Regions from separate parts of the Rattus norvegicus genome. Here region 2 is linked to region 1. The links are chromatin contacts, called in public Hi-C maps. All regions are on one chromosome and are shown on one strand. The core of a region is the stretch at or near the end of the contact, and the rest is flanking DNA. Distances in the headings are between cores, read along the strand shown. Region 1 holds the start of Ankhd1 (ankyrin repeat and KH domain containing 1). Region 2 holds the start of Ik (IK cytokine).

Region 1 (6,820 bases), core at 1,660-4,159:
GAGATCTGCATCCCAAAACTAAAGTTGTTGTTGTTCTTTTGGTTTGTTTCATTGTTTTGGGGAGTTTTCTAGAAGAAAAAGAAAGGGGGTTGGGGATTTGGCTCAGTGGTAGAGCGCTTGCCTAGGAAGCGCAAGGTCCTGGGTTCAATCCCCAGTGGGGGGGGGGGGCAGACAGCCAGACAAACATAGTAGTGGCTCAGACAAAATACTGCCTAGCACTTACAAATCCAGCCTGGACTACAATATATAATCCTGTCCCAAAAGGGGGGGGGGGGATCAAAATATACTCTCAATACCTAAATTCATTCTTGGCACAGAATGTATAAGTAACAGAAGAATAAGGTGTTTTGAGGTTGGAGATGGCTTAGGGTTACAGCACTCACTCACTGGCTGCTCTTCCAAAGGACCCCAGCTCAATTCCCAGCACCCACATGGTGGCTCACAACCAGCTGTAACCCCAGTTTCAGGGGACATGACACCCTCTCTGGATTACATAGGCACCAGGCACATATAGGCAAAACGCCATTACATATAAAACCAAAAATTTTGTTTAAATTATAACTGGGTATGATGGCACATGCATTCAATCTCAGTAATTGGAAGGCAGAAACAAGCTGATCTCTTGATTTCAAGGCCAATCTTGTCTACAAAACCAGTTCCAGCCCAGCCAGGGCTATACATTAAGACCTTGTCTCAAAAATAGTATGAAAATGTATAGATTGTACCAATAGCTTTAATACAGTGTATGTGACAGAGATAAACACTAAGAGGGAAATTTGACTTTGGAAGTTCACTAACACTTTTATCTGTGAAGAAATTTAAACACTACTCATATACCTCTAATCTCATTCATGCCAATTATGTCAAAGTGGCCCCCCAAAATTAAGAAGACTACCTTCCCATAACATTTAGAATAAAGCCAGCTTTTCAGATTCTCCCTTACAAGTTAAAAAGAAAACAAATCTTTAGAATCTAAAGTTAGCCAGCACTTTCTTTCCTAGCCAAACATCCATGTGTTCTGAGTTCAGCTCTCATTTCACCGAAAGGATAAAAGCTTCCCACAAACCCAAAATTTAGAGAACTACAGATTCTCCCAACAACTGACTATCCAAATAAAATTCTTCTCTCATCTTGGCCTAGAATTTATTTTTTTTTTACAGGGAAATTCAAAAATGTGGATAGGTAACATGCACAGTTTTTTTTTTTTCCCAAAGTAAAATATTGAATCCAAAAAAACCTCCTCTTCAGAACTAGAAAAAACAGTGCTGTAACTGTACTCTGCAATAATTTCTCCTTATTCCTCTCAAATACACAAGCCAAGATCATTGGTACACAGAAATTCCTGTACTTTAACACCAGGACCAGAGGTTAAAGTCACAAGGGATGAACCAGAAATGCTAGGACCAATGTAGAAGAAATAGTTAGCTAGGCCGTGGTGGTGCACGTCTGTAATCCAGCACTAAGGAAATACAGGTAGGAGGATCACAAAAAGTTCAGCCACCCTGATCTACACAGCAACTCAGACTAAATCTCAACAATTAAAAGTCAACAAATCATAGCCAAATTAAAAAGGAACAGAATTCCAAGCACTTAAAACATCACAGTACAATTCTCTGTCCTGACCATTGTTAAAGAAAATAATATTTAACTTGTAAATGCATATGTTTGCAAGTATGTGTGCAAATATCTACAACTATGTGTGTTTGTGTCAACTTTTCTTCAAGAGACTAAAGAACAGTACCTACCGTCCTAAATTGCTCACACCTGAAATGTGCACCCAGTATTATACACACGTGCTAAAAGAAATGCAGGAGCTCAGCGCATTTTCTTCACAAGAAAAGGAGTCTGCAGGATGCCTCATCTCAAAGGCTAAAAACCTCAGCGTTCAACTATCCAGTTATTCCGAAGCTCAAAGATGCCTTGGAACTTCCTTTTCCTGTCTAACTTCATAAAACGTCCAAGAATCGGTCACGTGATTTTTCGGAGTAAAAGCTGAGAACTTAATACTCATCTGCTTCAAACTAAAAGAAAATAAGAACTGCTCTACTTAAATGCACAGGCAAAGCCACACTTAAAGCAGAGGCGAACAGCAGACAGCCTTTTTGAGCTAGCCATGTCCGCCAGTTTCTCAGGCTCCCTCAGTACCAAGGGCAGGGACTTTGGCTAACAAGACCCCGCCCTCCCCCATCTCCAACACGGGGTGGGCGGGAGGTAGCCTGCGGAGTCTGGGTTCCCGCGCGAAGCTCGCAGACCAAAGAACTCCCTATTGTGGGTCTACAGACGGTGACGGGAATCCGTCCCGCTCCTGACGCGCGCCGAAGAGCAAGCCGAGAGCTCACTAGGCCCGCACTGCTGCCACCGTCGCCTTGCAAGCAACTGCTGTCAGAGAACATTGCACCCAGGAAGCGGGAGGGTGAACCAGCCGTGTGCTGGTCCAAAGAATTCACGTCTCACGCAACGTTAGAGACAAGGGTCCTGGAGCTATACCTCGGACACCTCGTCCTCGTCGCTTCCAGAGGCACCACCTCCGCCGCCCGTCCTCAGCACGGCAGCCGCCAACTTGAAATCCAGCGCTGCGTCCCCTCCGCCCGCGCTGCCGCCGCCACCGACTCCCGGCGCGGGCCCAGCCTCCCCAAAAAGCCTCACGGTGCGGATTCCCAGCCCGACCCCTCCCGGCGGAGGCGGCTCCGAGGCCCCAGCTGGGGCGGATCGCGGAGCTACGGAGTCCAAATCCTCCTCAAAGGAGGTGCCGCCGCCCCCACTGTCCGTCAGCATGGTTCTCACGCGGAGCCGGAGACGCTGCCGAATCACTCGCGGCCACCGCCGCGGCTGATCCCGGGAAGGCAAGGAACAGCAGGAGGAAGAAGCGTCTCTTCTCCCCGTCCCAGCAGCGCCACTAACTTCTCACTGCCTAACCTGCTGCCTCCCGCCCCTTAGACTCATCACTGGTTGCGATTTCCAGGCGCCTGCAAATCATTGGCCACGGAGATCTGTCGCTCACGCTCTCCGTCACGCGCTGCTAGCTGGCTCGCATCCCCCAAGCTGCGTTGACCCGCGTAGGCCTAGGCGGTTGTGAACACCCGCCTCCTACTTCTCCCGATCTGACTTCCGGTCTCTTTCTATATCTATTGGCCAGCCTCTGTGACTATCGTATCACGACCTTACAGTCTATTAGTTGGCCTTGTGGTCAGTCAAAATGAACCCTAACAATGGGGAACTCCATTGGCGCCAGATATTGTCGGTCATTTTGTCACGGGACGTCGCGTGGTACAATTGGTCTGTGAGAATACTGTTCATCCCGCCCCCATCTGAGGTGACGGGAAAAGGACTGGGGAATTTCCATTTCTCATTAAAAGGAGGGCTGAAGTGAGAACCCGCAAGAAGTAACAAAATATGAAGTAGACCTAACCCTGCTCTTGGAGAGTCTTGTGCGTCCAAGATGCAAGAGGCGTCGAGGTAGCAAAGTAGCTCCCACCTGTCGCTCTCCCTCGGGCGCCGCGGCTATGGCCGGAAGTAGCTGCACGGGGATTGGCGGAAAGAAGCAATCAGTCTCAGCGAAGCCCCATCTTCCTGCCATTTCCTGGTTGGAAGGTGGCAACGTCAGTCACCACATCAGGCTCCGCCTCCAGGACAGGTGAGGCTACTTAACCCGTTTGCCTCCGGCTGTTTGGGAAAGAGTCAAAGACTGGGAGCGGCTGCGGTAATCCGGAATCCGGGTAGGGCTGATTCTGTTTGGCGCCTCACACCTGTCCTGGCAGAGCGCTGCGCCGGGAGCCTAAGCAACCCTTGAGCAGCTCGGTTGGCTGCTCTGAAGCTTCTCCACCCGCCCGCGCGCCTGGTGCTGGACTGGCGCGCTCTACAGCCTTGGGGCAGGATGGGGCCGCGTTCTCTCGGGGAAGCTGGCGGGCTGGACAGCGCCATCCCTTGGTCCCGGGAACTGTCCGGCAGAGGAAGACGAACGGTGCGTGGAATCCGACCGCAGGGATGGACGCGGCTAAGACGGCGTGCTCGCGGGCTATTTCTGGTCTGGTGCCGCCACTTATTTGTTAAGTGACCCCGGAGTGTTTGATGTTATTCTGTGTAAAATGGGAATGTGAGCACAGTCCCCACTGGGTGGTTAGCAATTAAAGTTGATTAAACACAGAGCTTAGCAGAGTGACCAACTTATAGGGAAGGTTGGTTTTTCTTTTTTTTTTCTTTTTTTTTTCTTTTTTTTTTCTTTTTTCTTTTTTTCGGAGCTGGGGACCGAACCCAGGGCCTTGCGCCCGCTAGGCAAGCGCTCTTCTGCTGAGCTAAATCCCCAACCCAAGATTGTTTTTTCTTAATTAGCCAACCCTCCCTCTTCCTTCAGTTCTCTGCCTGACCTGAGTTCTGCCAGCCAAACCAGTTCTAGCTAAATTTCTAACCAAGGAAGTCATCCCCCTCTGATTTTCCCCCTTCCTCTCCCTCTCCCCTCCCCCCATTTTACCAATAAAAATAATTAAAAGTGTTACAGTTCCTCACTAATCACGATTTAAGAAAATCACAAAGGAGTTTGGTGATGTTTGTATGAAAATGTCCTTTTACCCAGCAAATGTGCATACAATAGCAGGTTAGCTAAAAACAAAAGCTTTGTCATTTTTCCATTTGGAGCCTTTATAAAAAATTGTATCTACCTCATTTGTACAATACGCAGTATTTCATCTCCATTAAATTGGGTTTTGAAAATTCTATTTTCATGTAATTGGGCTGGAGAGATGGTTGTGCCATTAAAGGCCAACATCAATCAAAGATCAAAAATATAATGATCTGAAGGGGGTGCTGAGCCAAAACATTTTTTTAATTGTTAAAATTTCTTAGATTGTAATTGTTCATTTCATATGCCAAAAATGATAAGGACATATCTAGTTTCCTATGATGAGGACATATCTAGTTCTTTCTAGATAATAAGTTATAGAAAATGTGAGACATTTTATTTTACATACTATTTTATGTAAACAACATATACCGCTTTTGTGTTGTTTTGTTTGGTTGGTTTTGGTTATTTTGGTTTGGTTTGGTTTTCCAAGACATGGTTTGTCCTGGAACTCGATCTGTAGACCAGGCTGGCCTTAACTCACAGAGATCCACCTGCTTCTGCCTCCCGAGTGCTAGGATTAAAGGTATGCCCCAGCTAACATACACAGTTCTAATTAGCCTGCATCCTCTGGTGTTTTCAAGGCAGGTGTGACTAGCTCAGAACTCAAACTAAGCAACTAAGCAGAAAAGAAAGAAACTAGCACTGCCCAACCCACTTCAAAGCTGGATCACCCAGAATTGGTTTGGATACATCCCTAGGCAAAAGCAGGTATTGACTGGTACAGCATTACAAAGGAATTAATTGTCATTGCTACCACAGGTACAAAAAAAAACTTCTGATGCAACTCCCTGAATAAATACATTCAAGTCTTTAAGCAAATGTAATGAATCCAAAAGAGAGGAAACTGAAAAGTGGGTATTTTCATTTCCTTATCCATTTGAAAAAATGCATACTTCTTGATGCAGTGCCTAAGAATTAGCCCAGAGCATAGTCAATATGATTGGGCAGTAATCACTGTTTCCCCTGAACCTTTACCTGAAACATGTCAGAAGTTTATCATTATGAAACTCTAAATTTCCTAGATTTTGGTGAGTACTGTATAGTTCAGAATGATCGACCAGTTCATATAACCACAGCTCTGTGCTTTTATTTATCTTTTATGTTATTATTTTATGTACATAAGTGTTTGCCTGCATGTATGTCTGTGTATCACATGTGTGCCTGGAGCCGACAGAAGCCAAAAGAAGATGTGAGCTGCCATGTACTCACATGACCCCAGTTCCTTTACAAAAACAGCCAGTGCTCTTAACCACTAAACCACCTCTGCAGGCCTCTTATTTGCTTATTTCTTTATTTATTTACTTACGTTGTGTGAGTGTGTTTACATGTGCCACTCATGTGGACGTCAAAGGACAACTCTGCAGTGGGTTTTCTCATCACCTTTACATGTTTTCCGGGGATCTAACTTGGGTCTCAAGGCCTGTGCGGTAAGCACATTTACCCAGTGAGCAATCTCAACTGCCCCTGGTTTTTATTTTATGAAACAGTGTCTCACATAGCCCAGAATGGCTGCACACTTTCAAGTTAGTGCCACTTCCACCCCCTGTACCTGGCTGGGTTTTTGTTTGTTTGTTTTTATCGTGCAACTCTGACTGGCCTGGAACTCACTATATAACCGAGGTTGGATCAAACTCAGAGATTCCCCCTGCTTCTGCCTTCCACATATCTGGAATATGGTAGCTTGTGCCACCACATCGTAATTCTACCATTCAGAAGCTGAAGCAAGAATTAGAATTCAAGGCCAGACTAAGCTCTGCAGCATGGCCTTGTCTCAGTCAGCTAACAGTTGTTAGAAATGAGCATTAGAATAAAAATTTGCCACAGAAAACTAATAGGAGTGCTTACTGTGTTGCATTTGTCCTCATTTGTTGCGTTTTGTACTTTTAGGGTGCTGAGGACCTCACAGAGGGCCTCGTGTATAAGTGAGTCTCCACTCCTGAGCTACAGCCCCAGTAATACATGGTGTACTTAGAATGTGTTCCCAAGTATGACGTTCCTTTTTACCAGCTTTTAGATAGGCAGAGAAAAGTGGGGGCAAGTTCTACAGCTTCAGGGGTTTTGTTTGTTTTGTTTCGTTTGAGGAGGGAGTGGGACAGGGTCTCACTATGTAGTCCTGGCTAGCCTAGAACTTACTAAGAGCCACCAGCCTTTGCCTCCAGAGTGCTAGGATGGCATATGCCACCATCCACAGACATGAATCTT
Region 2 (6,820 bases), core at 1,297-3,796, 200 kb before region 1:
GTGTAGCCCTGGCCATCCTAGAACTTACCTCTATAGACTAGGCTGTCCTCAATCTCAGAGATTCACCTGTCTCTGCTTCCCAGAAACTAGGATTAAAAGTATGTGCCACCACCTCCTGGCTCAGAAGTTTCACTGAATCAAATGTGAGTAAAATTTGGGAGTATGGATACTCTCATATAGATTCAAGAATGCTGTGATGGGGGCTTAATTCTGTACTAAAACTAGGCACACAACAAAAGGGGAGATTAAGTCAAAACTGGGGACTTGCAGATCATAGTGGCACACATAGTGACAAAAGATGAAAATAGGAGGATAGCTAATTTGAAGCAAGCCTGGGCTATATCTTAAAGGGTAAGGGTACAAGGCCCTAGGTTCAATCCTCAGCATTATCAGAGAGGGGGGATGGGAATAGGCGGTAGACAGAGAGAAAGACAGAGAGAGAGAGAAAGAATTTTAGATTAGAATGTAGGAGTACAAGTATATAATCCCTGCACTCGAGAGGCTGAGACAGGAGGATCAGATTAAATCCTTTCTGAAATAAATAAAAACTTTAAAAGAAACAAGGTATAGTAGTTCTGTATGAGCCTGCAATCTCAGCACTTGGGAGACTTGGGGGAGGAGGAATGCCATGTCAGTCTGGGATAAAGAGTGACCCTATCTCCAAAAGGGAGGGCTGGCAAGAGTGCTAAGTGGGCAAAGTGTGTGCTCTTCAAGCTTAACAATCCAAGTTCAGGTCTCCAGAACCCAGGTAAGAGCTGGGCACAGCAGTACAAGTGTCTGTAATCCTAGCACAACCCTTCTCAGGAGATGGGAGGCAGAAACAGAAGAATCATCAGAAGCTTGCAGGCCTACCAACCTGGCTGCCAGCAGTGGACAAAAGAAATCCTATCTCATAACAAAGTGGAAAATGAATACCTCACCCCAAGGTTATCCTCTCATCTCCACGCGTGCATCTACCCGCACACTCAAAGTAATAGTAAGTATAAAAGGGATTGAGTTGGTGAAGTTACAAAAGACAATTTTACATTTTCCAATGCTTAACTTTCACCAGGGAAAATTCTTATATATGCTTACATATGCAATAAAGCAACACAAACACTAGACTCTTCCTGCCCATAACTTCTCTTCAAATTCTCTTATGTGGGATTCCTAGTTCACTTAAGGTTCACAGAGATAAAGAACTAAATGTTCTGAATGTTTTATGTTTTTGTTTTTTTTTTTAAGTCCTTAATTACAACTTTACTAAAAACCTGACACCAAAGCAATCATTTTGTATGACTTACGAAACTAAGCATAATTACACCATCTTGGTAACTGAACTTACGATAAAGTTTTCTGTGGGAAAAATAAGTTTATCAAGTTATACAGGTTAGCATTTTTCTCTCAATAAACCATTTTCCAGGAACTGTTGGTCCATTCTTGCCAACAAAATAATCTGAATTCTTTCAGCCTCTTTACCGTCTCTCTTGCTCATGGCTCAAATCATTCCGTACTCCAAAGACAAAATTACTCACTGGTGGAAAGAATGAGGATCATCCACATCGTGGCCATCTGGGGCCAAAGGGTTAGAGAAGGGCTCACCTTAAAGGAAAAAAAAGGACATTAAATCAATCAATCGTTTAATGTGTGAAGTTCTGTACAAAAACTAGCAGTTATAAAAGTGAACAACATAGTGGACAAGATGAAGGGCAGCAGTACTTAAGCAGAAAGTATAAGTACTGAAATGGGAGGACTACAAGAAACTCTTATTACCAGAAACTGGGAGTGGTACCTACATCTGTAATTCCAGAACCAGAGAGATTGAGGCAGCAAGATTTTGAGGCCAGTTTGGGCTACGCACTCAGACTATCTCAAAAAGAAACGAGCAAAAGAGCTGTTTGTGCCGGTATGTGCCTGTCACCTCATCACTTGACCAATGGAAACAGAAAGATAGGTTCAAAACCCGCCCGCTAGATCCGTTCTAGATCCTTGCCCACTTGGGAAGGGGGGTAGGGAGCTATAGAGCCAGGTTTTCCTAAACGAAGAATCAACATTTTTCTCCCTAAAGATTGCTTCCTAAGTACTACATCAAAGAGCTCAGCATCCGGTAATCCCAAATACTTGGGACTTTTGAGGTTTGCCTGAGAGCGTAGCGAGCCTCCCCTCCCGCGTCAAATAAACAAAACAAGCCCCTAAAAGAGAGGCACAAGCCATGGTTTACTAAGGAGGGGATAGGGAGGTGGGGCTGCTTCAAAACGCCGGTCCTCAACAAAGAAACAAAATTTGAGGGCAGTTCAGCAGGGCCTCTCCTAAAGGCCAATGGTTCGCGCGCCTCCAACAGTCACACAACTGGCTTAAATTCAGCAAACTCAACAAGCCTAGTGTCTCTAGTCCCGCGGGCAAGAAAGAGTGGTTGACTCTAGCCTTACTATCTCGCTCCGGCATTTCGGCCGCGGTCTCTCAGCGCCAGCAATCGCGAAATATCCTCAACAAAACAGCGGCGACAAACTTTTATCCACAATGCACCACGAAAGCCTGCGACAGAGCTTTGCCTTCCGTGCCTTCCGGCTTCCTTCGCGTCACTACCATTCTGCCCCTATAAAGGCCTCATTTAATTGCTAAGATTTGTCCCGCCCCTCCCCGCGTCATCCAATCGATGACGGAGACTAGAGGGTCGCTATTGGTCCGATTGAGGGAGCTGAAAGGCCGTGATTGGGTGCTCCTTTGCTAGCAAAGATGGCGGCCGCAAGCCGAGTAGTCGGTGCAAAGCAGGTACTGCGTGAGATTCGCATTCACTTATGCCAGCGTTCCCCAGGCAGCCAGGGTGTGAGGTGAGTCGTAGCGTGGGAAGGCGAGTGAGCTTCGGAAGGTGGAGCTCTGACCTTGACCTCCGGAGGCGGGGGGTGTCAGGGTCAGTGTGTACCTTTGCCCGCTAGCGACAGTCTCTCCTCCCGCCCCGCAGAGATTTCATCCAGCAACGGTACGTGGAGCTGAAGAAGGCGCACCCCGACCTGCCCATTCTAATCCGCGAATGTTCAGAGGTGCAGCCCAAGCTCTGGGCCCGTTATGGTGAGTACTGGTCGTTGGAGGTCAGGGGCCCGGGTTGCAGAATACGGGATAGAAAAACATAAGGAGCCTCCCCACGTCATGGGAAGACGGGGCTGAAGGACCAAAACTCCAACTGATAAAGAAATTCACATTTACTTAGTTGTGTGATGCCTTTTATTCATGGCAACATATATATGAGGTCTGACTGGCTCTTGGGCTGGACTGAGGAATTTTTTGCAGTTCAGAGTGTACTTCATGTAAAAGACACGCTTATGTCAGCATAGGTCCTTCTGAATCACATCTTAGCCAGGACAAATTAAGGGACGAAGCATTTTAGTGACGTTAAGCACTTTATGCTTACAGCTTGCGCTGGGTACTTTAACTCATTCTCATTAGTCTTCATTAATGTTGTGGATGGGTGCTTTTCCTTTGTAAATATTAGAACACTGGCACTAAACATTATGGAAACACCTAAAACTACGAAGCTTAAATAGGATTGAGCTTTTGCATTTGGGCCCCTTCCTTAGAGCGTACAATGGTTGGCTTCCACCATTCAGGTTGTTACTTGCCCCTGACTGCATATCACTGTCTCAAAAAGGCATTCCTGAGCCAGGCTGTAAATCTCAGCTCTAGATATTCTCAGGCAGAAGCAGGAGGATCACAAACTCAAGGTCTGTCTGAGGCTAGAGTGAGTTCAATGCCTGAGTAGAAAATTTAGTGAAATGTTATCTCAAAATTTTAAAGATACACAAGAAAATGGTGATCGCCTTTCATGTGAGAGGTACGGGTTTGATCATCAGTACCAAAATAAAGCATTCCCTGACCAATTATAATATTGCCTCTTAAATAATCCTTAAACTAAATGGTGACATTTTAATCATTTCAACCCTGACAAAGCACTTTCTGCAGGTGGGGAGAGTCACATCCTACTACAAATTTGTTGTAATCAAGACTCCTATAAACTAATAAAACAGGTTTCCTCCCAAAAGCACACAGAAGGACAGACAGAAGTAACTAGCGTGTAGTGGTATATGTACATAATACCACACATATTATGCTGAGTGCACTATGGCCGGCCAGAAAGTGGACAGTCAGCCAAGGCTAGACCCCTGGTCAGTAGTTAAGGCCTACGGTGACCCTAAAGCATCACTCAGACACATTTCTTCCTGTACAAAACTCTACTAGGACCTGGGAATTTTTAATAGATTCACTGGATTAATGCTAAGTACAGCAAGACCACTTTTTTTAAAGGCAGGATTGCAGTGTAGCCATAGCCAGCCTGGGACTGACTGTGGAGCCATGAGCCACCATGTTCAGCGAACCATCTCTCTTTCCTTTCTTAACAACTTTAAAAAAAAATACCCTTTATAATTTTGTGGCCCCGTTATGCAAGATACTCATTTAAATCATCTTTCCTCAGCTTTTGGCCAAGAGAAGAATGTGTCTCTGAACAATCTGAGTGCTGCTGAGGTGACCAAAGCCATGGAGAATGTGCTAAGTGGCAAAGCATGAAGTGTCTCCACTGAGGACTGAACAAGCCCACCAGAACCTACTGGACTGGAGACAATGTGGGGAAATGTGTTCTTTTGGTTCTTATAAAGCTTACGCTGTACAGTGTTGCTTCAGAATGTTCTCCTCATTACCTTTTCCCTCTTACTGCGCAAACACTGAGGCAAAGTAGCTTTATATAAAAATACTATTTTATTTCTCATCAATAAACCCCAGCTACCCGCTGGGATGTCGCATGTCATTACCCAACTTGCTGAAGAGGATGAAACAGTATGATCTCAAGTGCAACGCCACTCTCAGGTATACAAAAAGCTGCTAGCTTCTAAAATGAAATAGGAGCCCCTAGAATAAATATGCTGTAGGGGACAGGGGGTGACATTAAGCAGCCAGATCATCCAAGAATAGCAGTTGTCTGTCGGAGAGCATGTATCCTATCGTGAAGCTGAGTTTCCTCCTGATGCTTTTCTAGGGCCTGAAGCCCTGACTGCTGCAGAAAGGCATGGGCAGCCTGAGGATAGAGAAGGACAAACACATAAACCCTGAAACCCAATTCCTGGAGCTCCCTGGGCCAGCCCACTTCTTAGACAATACATTCCTAACAAGATGAAGGTTCTAACCTTCAGCCCACACAGGCTAGCCTTGCCCAGAGAAATGAATATGGGTAGGGCTGGAAGAGGAGGGCACCATGGGAGGACCAGTGGCTTCTGAGCAACAGATTGCAAACCAGACCCACCTCTGGCTGATACAAGAACAGCAGTTGCAGCAGCTCCAAACTCTGGCCTACCACGTCGGTGTCAGAGAGAGCCAGTGTGTTAAGCAAGCAGGAGAGCAAGGGTCCTGGCCATAACCGCTGGCAGTAAGCGGGACCCTTCTCTACAACGTTGCACAGAACTGTAAGCACCTGCAGACACAGAGACAAAAGATGAAAACCAAAAACTATAATAGGCTAAGCAAGGCTGACTACGTACCTAAACGCTAGTACAGGCTCTTTATGTGTCGTTCCCACAACCACCACTGAGACGTTACCCACTTATAAGGAAGAGATGGGTGCTTCCAATAGTTTGTTGGTTTGCCCAAGGACCATAAACAGGAGTCAGGGTTAAAGACCTACACCTGGACTGTACTAGCTCTTTAACCATACCACACCACCTACCAGCCCTCAACTAAGGGTACCTAAGAAAGCCCAGGTCTGTTCTCCCTATTTGCATTGAGCAGCAGTTCATGAACTCAGATGTTATGGAATACTTACCAACATGCAGACCACATTTGACAGCGGCAACAGCTGCAAGAGGGGCTCAATCAGATTCAGGGAGAGCAATGAGGTACAAAAAGTAGGACTATTTGCTGAAAAGGAAAATGTCATAGGAAGTGCCTTTAGTGCTAAACTGCTACCCCCACAATCCTACCCACTACAACCTAGGCCATGAAGAACTAGCCGCTACGTCAAAATCCATAGCCTGCTCGGTTTCAAACAAGTACTGCTCTATCCAAATGGGAGGCATAGGGGCCTTCAAGGATAAGAAGCATGTCCCTGGAGAATGTGCAAGCAGACTTTTCCATCTTCCTTGAGTCTCTCTGCACTCCCATACTCCATTCCATGAAGCCCCTGACCACAAATGTAGCCCCCAGGAGGATATGAGCATCAGAAACTTCCTTAATACAACTTTGAGGAGCCAACATTTCTGGATCTTAGATAGGGATTGATGGGACAGCATCTCCACCCAAGAGTACAAAATGGGTACATTCCTGTTGTTGAACTGCCCTCGGTTCTTCCAGACCAACTGTTCCCACTTCCTGACTCTAGTAGCTTCAAGCTCTAAGGTCAGTGTACCAAGAGGCTGAACATGCCATGGAAGAAAGGGTTTTATGTTTGTTAACATGTATATACATGGCATCCAGTACTCAACATGTGCACACATACTCAGAAGTTAAGGGGACAGACTCTTTCAGGTGTGCAAGGCACTGTGTGTCCACATGGGGGAGCTCTGACTTCATTTTTAGTCAGGAAGTTGAAGCCTAGGGTAGACACATGCCCCAGTATTTTCAGAATGACTAGGTCAGAAGAGGAGACCCTTGGCTAACTGGCTCTACAAGAAGTGCGCTTCATCTGGAATATTTTTCTGACCGAAGCTTCAATAGAGTTAATTTACAGAGCAAATTGGCAGTAATTGGTGAACAAACTAAGGTTGAGAGACAGAAGAGTGTAGGCCCTGAGGAAGAGGTCGGGATCCCTGGGAATACTTTCATCCCAACCTGAACGGAATGAGGCAAGTTATTGGGAAAG

Evidence for each region. A called contact is a pair of places that touch in the nucleus more often than the background predicts.
Region 2: a Hi-C map of frontal cortex shows a contact between it and region 1, with 2.5 times the contacts expected there. The contact joins the promoter of Ik here to the promoter of Ankhd1 in region 1. A contact is called at or near these places in 1 of 12 Hi-C or Micro-C datasets (frontal cortex) and 1 of 1 datasets of contacts at active chromatin or transcription factors (oligodendrocytes).

Annotation. Positions count from the first base shown.
Region 1 is chr18:28,432,483-28,439,302 of GRCr8, reverse strand. It overlaps Ankhd1 (ankyrin repeat and KH domain containing 1), which reads right to left and starts at 2,909. Exons shown (of 34, transcript NM_001415723.1): 1 at 2,488-2,909. The coding sequence starts at 2,775.
Region 2 is chr18:28,627,751-28,634,570 of GRCr8, reverse strand. It overlaps Ik (IK cytokine), which reads right to left and starts at 2,546. Exons shown (of 20, transcript NM_001005537.1): 1 at 2,409-2,546; 2 at 1,515-1,581. The coding sequence starts at 2,424. It overlaps Ndufa2 (NADH:ubiquinone oxidoreductase subunit A2), which reads left to right and starts at 2,687. Exons shown (of 3, transcript NM_001106153.1): 1 at 2,687-2,810; 2 at 2,942-3,048; 3 at 4,448-4,776. The coding sequence starts at 2,716. The coding sequence ends at 4,539. It overlaps Tmco6 (transmembrane and coiled-coil domains 6), which reads right to left. Exons shown (of 12, transcript NM_001106154.1): 10 at 5,786-5,880; 11 at 5,270-5,437; 12 at 4,707-5,044. The coding sequence ends at 4,928.